3 separate regions of the Pan troglodytes genome follow, and all the other regions are linked to region 3. The links are chromatin contacts, called in public Hi-C maps. All regions are on one chromosome and are shown on one strand. Each heading gives the region's core, a stretch centred on a gene start, on an enhancer-like site or on the middle of the called end of the contact. The rest is flanking DNA. Distances are from core to core; before and after follow the strand shown.

The links. Hi-C and Micro-C count contacts between places; a contact is called where the count stands out from the background.
Region 1: a Hi-C map of induced pluripotent stem cells shows a contact between it and region 3, with 2.2 times the contacts expected there. The contact joins the enhancer-like site here to the promoter of SEMA6A in region 3. A contact is called at or near these places in 1 of 7 Hi-C or Micro-C datasets (induced pluripotent stem cells) and 1 of 1 datasets of contacts at active chromatin or transcription factors (stem cell-derived excitatory neurons).
Region 2: a Hi-C map of induced pluripotent stem cells shows a contact between it and region 3, with 4 times the contacts expected there. The contact joins the enhancer-like site here to the promoter of SEMA6A in region 3. A contact is called at or near these places in 3 of 7 Hi-C or Micro-C datasets (induced pluripotent stem cells and stem cell-derived neural progenitor cells), 1 of 1 datasets of contacts at active chromatin or transcription factors (stem cell-derived excitatory neurons) and 1 of 1 other capture datasets (stem cell-derived neural stem cells).

Annotation. Positions count from the first base shown.
Region 1 is chr4:114,570,731-114,573,647 of NHGRI_mPanTro3-v2.0_pri, reverse strand. No RefSeq gene overlaps it. Among named protein-coding and RNA genes, the nearest start is that of SEMA6A, 290 kb to the right of the region's middle. Within about 2 kb of position 1,662, at least 5 of the 24 cell types and tissues checked have an H3K27ac peak or open chromatin away from gene starts, as enhancers often do. A contact at or near this core is called in induced pluripotent stem cells, where this site is marked.
Region 2 is chr4:114,653,479-114,656,776 of NHGRI_mPanTro3-v2.0_pri, reverse strand. No RefSeq gene overlaps it. Among named protein-coding and RNA genes, the nearest start is that of SEMA6A, 370 kb to the right of the region's middle. Within about 2 kb of position 1,481, at least 1 of the 24 cell types and tissues checked has an H3K27ac peak or open chromatin away from gene starts, as enhancers often do. A contact at or near this core is called in induced pluripotent stem cells, where this site is marked.
Region 3 is chr4:114,281,315-114,284,569 of NHGRI_mPanTro3-v2.0_pri, reverse strand. SEMA6A (semaphorin 6A) reads left to right here and starts at 1,741. Exons shown (of 19, transcript XM_001151177.7): 1 at 1,741-2,390. It overlaps LOC134810096 (a long non-coding RNA gene), which reads right to left and starts at 2,125. Exons shown (of 3, transcript XR_010157313.1): 1 at 2,037-2,125.

The DNA.
Region 1 (2,917 bases), core at 413-2,912, 290 kb before region 3:
ATGAATTTGTTGTCATGCCATTTTCCTATGTGTTTGTCATAGTTTCCAGATAAAGTACAAATCACTTAAAGACCCAAATTATGGCTTCTCTCTCTCTCTCTCTTGCAGTCCTTTTACCTGCCAGCCCTCCTTCACACTCCAATCATTCTCCGCACACGCACACACACTACCATCACGATTACAGGGGCCAAGGGGAAGCCTCCCCTTTGCCCTCTACAGGTTTGTTGAAAAAAAAACTGACAAAAGACAGATTAACTGGAGAAAAGACATACAAAGTTACTCATGTGCACATAGGAGAGAATCACAGAGTGATCACAACCCGCCAGTGGGGTACAGAAGCTTATGTACCACCTTGAGGCTACAGAAAGAATGGGAGCACAGAACATGGCCAAAAACAGAGTACTGTGGCAAATCAGATTCCAGTGGCCACACAGGTTATGGGCTGGGGAGAAGAGCTGGCTAGCAAAGGAGGTCTTGTTATACAGATGAAATCTCACCGGGAGCAGCCCTCAGAGAGAATAGAGAGTGAATGTTTCTTTCAGATATTTAAACATGTCACACTTTCTCTCCTAAATCTTTCTTAGATCTGGAAAAGGGAAGGTCTCAGAGAAACTTGGCTGCATTAATGCAGATTTTCTGTACAGATGCAAATCTCTCCCACAAAAGACAGCTTTGCAGGCCTTCTGAACAACCATCTCAAAATAAGTCAGACAGGTCTATTTTGGAGTAAAATATTTTTATTTCCTTCACTACCAATATCCATGCCTAGTATACTTTCCTACCCAGAAGAGGGAGAATGATGTGTTTTAGACTCAGCTGGAGATAAAGAAGAAAGGGAGGGAAGTATGAGATCACCTCATTTTCTCCTAAACATAACGTATCAATCTTTTTACCTTCACATTTCTCCTAATTCCAGATTACAACTTTTGTTGTACTTTTCTTCCCATGAAATCCAGTTTTCAGTAATTGTGACTAAACTTCGGCTTGTGTCTTGGCAAGCTCTCTTCTTTTATTTGATAGATCACAAAAAGTTTCTCCTAAATATCCGCCAAACCAAGTTTACCAGTCTTGAGAAAGAGAGACACATGCCACATTTCTCAGAGGAAATGAGGTTTTTGTGGGGTTTCAAGATTTCTCTATCCAACACTTGCCATGGTACAAAACCTTGCCATGGTTTTATACAAGTAAGGGCCAGGGGGTAAGTTCAAGGTGCTGATGAACAAACTTGAACCAGCACTTTATTTGACTTTGACACAAACCAGATCTCAGGCACTGAAAGCAATTTAACTTAATTACTCTCCCAGTATGGAGCAAAATGGGGAAACTGAGTGCTATAATCAGTGCCAGTCTTCTTGACTGATCTGATTGTTAAAGCTGCAAAGGAAATCAGTTGCAGTGGTGGGGAGGGGGTGTTGCTTGGTTTCCTTCCTACTACTTAGTTATTATTCTGAGGAATGCATTTAATTACAGAGAGAACTCAGTTATTTGCTTTCTAGTAGCGGGCTCTTTCTTGGTTATTTCTACCGGCGCCATTCCTTTGCTGAAAAACAAAGGCATGTTTACAACTAGACCACATCTTTTGGCTTCCATTCCAGAGCTTTCTCCCACACCAAAGGAAAGCAAGGTAGTGTAATGCAAATAGCACCACAGTAGGCTACCTTTGCCAACCAGGGACCCATTTTCAACTGCATGCAAACTAGAACTCTCCAAAGACCTGTGAACTGTAAATAACTTGGGTTGTGAAAGGGGTCAGCTTGGTTTAATTTAGAGCTTCACAGAGCCTTTCTGTAGAAATTCAAACGCCGGTGAACAAATCCCTCTGGGGCCTTTAAAAAAATTCCAGGGCCAGCACCTCTATTTACTCTTTAGACTCCTGCCTGTCTGGTGGAGGTCGGCTATTAAAAGCTAATCAGTTCTTCTATGGTTGCTGCTGGGCTCCCATAGGCAAGCCTGCCTCCTCACACAACCCCTGAATTGAGCTGCCTGAGTTCATAGCCGACTGGGGAACCCGGTAGAGGAAGCATTTGCAGAAAAAGCATTGCTGAGGTTAATGCAGAGGCCAGGAAATGGCTGGGGGACCGGCAGCTAGTGGCCACATCTTATCAGCCACCCAGCATAGCCCTCTTATTTTACAGTGGAGAACTCATTGGAGTCCTGCCCCACTAACACAGCTGAAGTCACCCAAGGAATTTCTTTTCCAAAACAATGTGTCCTCAATTTCACAGTGGTCAGAAAAGTCAAAAAATAGTACGGAGCCTCTTTGCTCTCTGTTACCCTATTGCTGTCTGTCCCTTCTTCAGAAGTCATTTATAAGGAGACCCAGAATCCCAAAAGATCACAAGAAAAGTGTTCCAAATGAATAGATGTCAGGACCAGAAAGGTTTTAAGGACATTTTGTATCCTCCTAAATTCTCTGTAGACATATTGGCTTCCTTCAAGACGCAAAAGGGATTTACGAAAGTTTTTAACTCTCACTTCAGCCATGCCCAGAAAATGGCTTAAATTATTGCAAAAAGATTTGAGTTAGCTCTTAGGAGGAACTTTCTTAATGCAAATAATGTTAGGCATGAAATACTAAATAAGATTTTTCAACATGTCTTGCTCTAAGGGTATTTGAAATAGAGCAGATTTTTAATTTTTTTCCTGAAGTTATAAGAACAGTTCTGCTTTGAATCAGATGATTTCCCAAAAGTGGAAAACTTCACAAGATTTATTGGTAAAGACAGCTGCCTATTCTGGCAAGGAGAATGAAAAATATCCTGGTATATACCATAAAACAAGTTAATACTCCATTATGATCCTAACCTAGAACGGCTCCCCTATGAAAGAAAGTTAAACTCTTTGAAGCAGATGGTTTAATGCATGATCCTCCCTTATCAATTTATACTGCAAGGAGATACCATGACAGATCAATGCT
Region 2 (3,298 bases), core at 232-2,731, 370 kb before region 3:
TCCCAAAGTGCTGGGATTACAGGCATGAGCCACCGCGCCCAGCCCAAAATGTTTATTTTTATTGTCTCATCAAAACCTTAAGACAATCCTGTGAAGTCAATACTATTATCTTCAACTTAGCAGCTGAGAAAGTTGAGGTTCAGGAAAGCAACAGTAGAATAAACCTCAGAGCTGGATGTTTGCAAAATGCATACTGAAAAAGATAAACTCTGGAAAGATTTATCAGGTAGAATAAAAAATCAGAAATGAAATATAATCAGATTGTGCAACAGGATTATAGTCAATAATAATTTAACTGTACATTTCAAAATAACTAAAAGAGTATAATTGGATTGTTTGAAATACAAAGGATAAAGGCTTAGGGGATGGATACCTCATTTTTTCATGATGTTATTATTACACTGTGCCTGTCTGTACCAAAATATCTCATGTGCCCCATAAATATATACCTCTACGATATATGCAAATAAACTAAAAATCAAAAAAATTTTAAACAAATATAACTAGAGAACTATAGATTTTAAAATCCTATAGAAAATATTTTATAAAATGTGAATATATTTTACTATATGTGAAAACCTTGATAATGTATATTTTAGAAAGTATAAATTATCATATTTAACCCAAGAAGAATTAGAATTCTAAATAATCCTTCAAGAATTTGAAAATGCTGACAAAGAACTACTCTAATATTTAACATAATCCCAATAAAAATTTCAATGAGATCTCCTGAAGAACTTGAAAGATAATCCTGCTGATCACTTAGAAGAAAAAAAAAGCAAGAATAACCCAGATCTTTTTTTCATTAAAGATGAATAATGAGAGAGAAATTATCCTATTGGTTAAAGTATATTATAAAACTATAGTAATTAAAACTTAGTGGCACTGTGGAAAAACAGTGGATTGGAAATATGGATTGGAGTGGAAAATCTATACATAGATCAAACATATATATACACACACACACACACACACACATACTTCCACTTCGACTGTAGAAAGCCATAAGTTAATATCACTCCAAACTTAACGATAAGAAAAAAACAGATGACCTACAAAATCATACCTTCTCTGGAGCTGAGCAATCTAGGCACTAAGTGAACTAAATTCCAAGGAGAGGTAAACCCTTCCAAGCACAGACAAGGCATATAACTATTTCATCTTCGACAGAGCATGAGAAAAAGAAGTAGGCAGCATACAAGCAAGTAAGGAGAAATCAACTAAAATTTTAAGAAATGCATTAAGGCCAAGCATGGACTAGACTGTCAGTATAGAATAGCCGGGAACTCCAGATTCATAGAAGTGTGGGCTCCCTGGCTACCTTGCTTTCCCACAAGAAAGCCTGCAGGCAGAACAAAGGAGGCAAAAGAGAAATCTCCCACCTCTACTCCACAAAGTTAGCCGGATGATGCAGCCTGCAGGAAGTGATCAACAGCTGCTGGGGAGAGAAAACACACTTCCTATTTCCCCAGACCCTTCTCTCCTATGAAGCAGATGCCGTATCTGCCAGCAGAGGGAAGCAAACTCTCCTGCCCCAGGGTCCAGGCATACACTCATTGCTTACCGGGAGGGATGGAGGTTAAGACAAGTCTATCGCCGGGGAGGAGGTGGGAAGCCATCTTTCCCACAGGATCTAGGGAAAGAGCCACTGTTACTAGGAAAGGGGTAGATGCAAAAGATTTCTGCTCCTGGGAGAGAAAACTCACATCTACCTTCCTTTCATTCTCACATGTACCTAACTCCAGCCCTTCTGTTCTCACCAAGCAAGTTTATACTCACCTTAGCACATTTTAAAAAATTGAGCTAATACTCGCATAACAAACAACGAACGATTTTAAAGTATACAATTCAGTGGCATTTAGTACATTCGCAATGTCCTCAACAATCACCCTTACCTGTTTCGAAAACATTTTCATCACACCTGTAGAAAACTCGATACAAATTACGCAGTCATTCTCCACCACCACCCCAGCCCCTGGCAATGATTAATCTCCTTTCTGTCTCTATGGACTAATCTATTCCAGATAGTTCATATAAAAGGAATCACACAATATGTATGTGACTGGCTTCTTTTGTGACTGGCTTCTTTCACTTAACCTAATGTTTTCAAGGTTCATCCATGTCATAGGTTCATGCGCGTCCGTGTGAAGAGACCACCAAACAGGTTTTGTGTGAGCAACATGGCTGTTTATTTCACCTGGGTGCAGGTGGGCTGAGTCCGAAAAGAGAGTCAGTGAAGGGAGATGGATTATCATTAGTTCTTACAGGTTTTGGGATGGGCGGTGAAGTTAAGAGCAATGTTTTGTGGGCAGGGGTGGATCTCACAAAGTACATTCTCAAGGGTGGGGAGAATTACAAAGAACCTTCTTAAGGGTGGGAAGATTACAAACTACATTGATCAGTTAGGGTGGGGCAGGAACAAATCACAATGGTGGAATGTCATCAGTTAAGGCTATTTTTACTTCTTTTGTGGATCTTCAGTTACTTCAGGCCATCTGGATGTATACGTGCAAGTCACAGGGGATGAGATGGCTTGGCTTGGGCTCGGAGGCCTGACATTATCATGTATCAGTCCTTCATTTGTTTTTAAGGCTGAATAATATTCCATAGCATGGATATACCACCTTTTGTTTATCCATTCAACTGCTGATGGACGTTAGGGTTGTTTCCACCTTCTGGCTATTGTGAATAGTGCTGCTATACCCACCTTCAAACATTTATGCCAGCTGTTCTCGATACCTGGAACTCCTTCCTGGAGAATCACTGCACACCTGGCTCCTTCTTGTCATTCAGGTCTCACTGTAAATGCTACCTCTTTGAATTGGTTTCACAATCACAGTTCCAGTGTAGCCCCCCAGGCACCGGCTGCCCCAGTTCTCAGCTTAGCATGTCTCCCTGTCTAAGATTCTTCTGCTGGTTTGCTTATTGGTTCTCCCACTAGAACTATATCCTCATGGAAGAAAGGAAATCTTCTGTCTTGTTTTATACTTTCCCCTCACCCCTTGAAGAGTTCCTGGTACATAATAGGTACTCAATAAATACCTGTTAAATTAACGAATAAATTAGATAAACAAAATAAAACAATACACAATATTTTTTGCCTGTCAGCTTGACAGAAATTTACAAGAGCCCTGTTAATCAATAGAACTACAATGGGGTCTCCAGAAAAGAGCCGTTCCATCCCCTGCCATAGGGAAGATAACATGAAGCAAATTTTCTTGAGAGCAATTTGGCAGTAAATATCTGAAAGCTGAAAACTACCTATTCTTTGCACCAGTCATCTACTTCTGCATATTTA
Region 3 (3,255 bases), core at 492-2,991:
GGCGCACGGACGAGCCAGGGGACCAGCTCACACTGACCCTGCAGTCATCAGCCAAAATCTGGGTGTTAAATAGCGCAGCCGGGGATCCAGCCGTCTTGGCCGCCAGATCCTTCTCCTAACCCCGCGGGATTCTGAGGAGACGTCCTGGAGCCGGCCCCCACCCAACCCGCGGGAAAGCGCAATCCTACCCACCGCTCCACACTCCCCAACCCCCTCCCGAGGCTGGCTCTTGAAGCCGCGGGGGCTGCGCGCGCACCTAGGGCCGCGCCCCCCACTACCCCAGGTCTATAGCGGCCTTTGCCCGAGAAAGGTGGGGATAGCGGCCCCTGCTGACAGCTCTGGAGAACAGCAGAGGTACTGATTTTTTCTTTTTTTCCTACCATTCTCCCTACCTTTTCCAGGTGGTGGTAGTGGTGCGGGGGGAATGGGTGTTGACCCATGTGCATTTATTCTTCGTGAAGCCTCTTAAGCAGATGTCTGTACTTAGAGAAGCGACCAACGAGGGAACGTGGACTTATTAGTGGTCCTAGTCCCAATTAGGGAACAGGTACAGTTTCCAATATAAAGAAACTCGGCCTAAGTGGGACTGAGACCCCGATCTCCGCACTTGCTTTTCTCAGCCAACTCCATGACTAGTAAATATCTCTCCGAGAACTGCTGGGCCGCCCGGTGTTATTTGTTTAAAGGTTGCGACTAGGATCCGTACCGTCTGCGAAGCCCCCTTGGGGAGCAAGAGCCGCGGCGCACAGTTGATTTCGGGGCGCAGCGGCAGGGGGAGGGGAACGTGGTGTGGCCCGACGAGTTGGCACAAGCCTGTAACTGCAAGACTTTGTAGCTATTGAAAGTTCAAGTGGTGAAAGAAGGCTGTGCCTGCCATTCTTCATGTGATCATAACAATAGCGCCTTGGAAGTGGTTGCGATTTTCTTCTTCCATAAACCTTTTGGGTTCTCACTGGAATTGTATGCGTGTTATTTCTGAAGTTTACTTATTTCTAAGACCAGTCCACACAATGTGAACTTCATGAAGTTTTAAAATAGATCGCCGTCGTTAAAAACGCCATTCTCTGCACTGTAGTTTATTTGCTTACTTCACATGCTTTATTAACGTGTGTATGTGCGTAATTAATAGCTGTGTTCTTATCTTCCAAGTGTATTTTTAATCGCACCGGCTTCTATCCAATTCATCTAACTACGTAGAGCGTCCATCGCTTCTGGAATCTACCTCTTGATAACAGTAATCAGAATCAGAAAAGCTCGCCGTTCACTTACCCTCATCCTTTAAAACTTTTCCATTTAAGAAAATCGATGAACAAAACCTTTCTTGTAACTCGCTCCTGCACTACGTCTATTTTTATTTATTTGTCTGATTTGGCAGGACTCAGCAATGCTGTCCGGGATTTTTTTTTTCTTCTTCTTTTTTTTTCCTAGCTAGAGCAGATGTGGGGGTGGGGGAGGTGAGGGCTGGGCTCCAGCCAGAGTCGCCCCCACTGAGCCTCCGCCTAGCGCGCGGTGGGGCCAGGAATCCTGGTGGAAGGAAGCGGCGCTAGCCAGTTGGTCCAAGGCTCCACCTGCAGCCACACCGCGTAGTTTCTCCCCCTCTGCCTCGCTCACTCTCACTCACATACACCACAGCTCTCCTTTGGGTCGGAGGAGACGCCAGCCAAAGTAGGCGGAGTTGCGGGAGGAGAGTCCGATCTGCGCAATCCAGTCCGGGACTTGGCTCCGCCCGGGAGCGGCGGCCTCTCCGGTGACAGAGGAGTAGTGAGCGGCACGGGGTGAGGCTGCAGCCAACTCCGCTCCCCGCGCACTCGGCTGCCCAGGCGCTCGGGACCCAGCAGCGGCGCTCCTCCGCGGTGCCGGTCGCCCGCGATGCCCGCTTAGCAGCGTGTAGCAGCGGCCAGCATCACCACACCCGCGGCACCGCGCTGCCGGCCGCAGAGCCGGGCCAGAGCCTTGCACCCCTGCCCCAGCCCCCACCCCGCCCCCCACCCTGAAATGACTTGTTAATCGGCGCAGACACCACCAAGGGGACTCACCGGAGTGGAATCCAAGTGGAATTTGGATTTGGAGAAGAGTTTCTTGAACATTTACCCTCTTCCTTGTTGGTTTTCTTTTTCTTTTTCTTTTTTTTTTTTTTTTGGCTTTTTTCCTCTCCCCTTCTCCGCTCGTCATTGGAGATGAACACATCGCGTTTGCATCCCAGAAAGTAGTCGCCGCGACTATTTCCCCCAAAGAGACAAGCACACATGTAGGAATGACAAAGGCTTGCGAAGGAGAGAGTGCAGCCCGCGGCCCGGAGAGATCCCCTCGATAATGGATTACTAAATGGGATACACGCTGTACCAGTTCGCTCCGAGCCCCGGCCGCCTGTCCGTCGATGCACCGAAAAGGTACGCCCCGGGCGCCCGGGCGCGCCCCACCTCCCGGGCAGCTGGACTCCAGCCTGAGGGTCCCGGGGCCGTGGCTAGCGCGTGCTGTCGGCTTTGTGGTGCCTGCGTTTTATTTTGTCTTGTGTCTCTGTTTCCCGAGCCTTGCCCGGTCCTGGGGGAGCAGCCGTGAGCCCTGCCTGCCTTTCCTCTCTGCCCTGCACCCCAGAGTGCGTCCGGCTCCACGTCGAGAGCTTTCCCACCCGCGTTGCGCACACGCCCGGCGCCGCCCCGGGCCGCGACGGCGCGTATGGGTGTTCCTCCTGCGGGTGTGTGTGCGAGACCCAAGGCTCATCCTCCCGCGTGCCCAGCAGGGAGCAGAGCGGGCCCTAAATGGTGGGATTCTCAGAAGCTCCCTGGCCCGGTGTGTCGAAGGCAGGGGAAGGGGTTCTGCCCTCGAGGGTTGGAGGGGGTTGGGTAGAACAGCGCTGTTTTCGTCCAGTGCCAGGTGGGAGAAGGGGTTCCGCGGAGACGGTGTGGAAGCGGAGAGAATCTTTTGTTGTCAGTGTGGGGTCTGGGCTGGGCTCCGTGGAGTGCAAGAAACTTGTAATGGCTCTAGGCACCCGCGCGCCCTGTCTCTCGGTGAGATCCTGGCTCCTGTGGCCGCTGCCACCAGAGGTTCCGGGCTTTGTTTGCTCGAATAAGTGTCCGGGAGCAGCCGTTCGGGTGACGCGGCGCCCCCGCCTTGGGTCCTGTCCCCCGCCGCAGCTCCCAACCCGAGCGGCAAGGATATAGCCCGTCGCGGCTGCGTCCCTCCTGAAGCACCGAGCCCTTTGCACCGGGCTGGCGCACGGTACGCCCTCCTCCCAGATCAGCGCGGTCTCGCTCT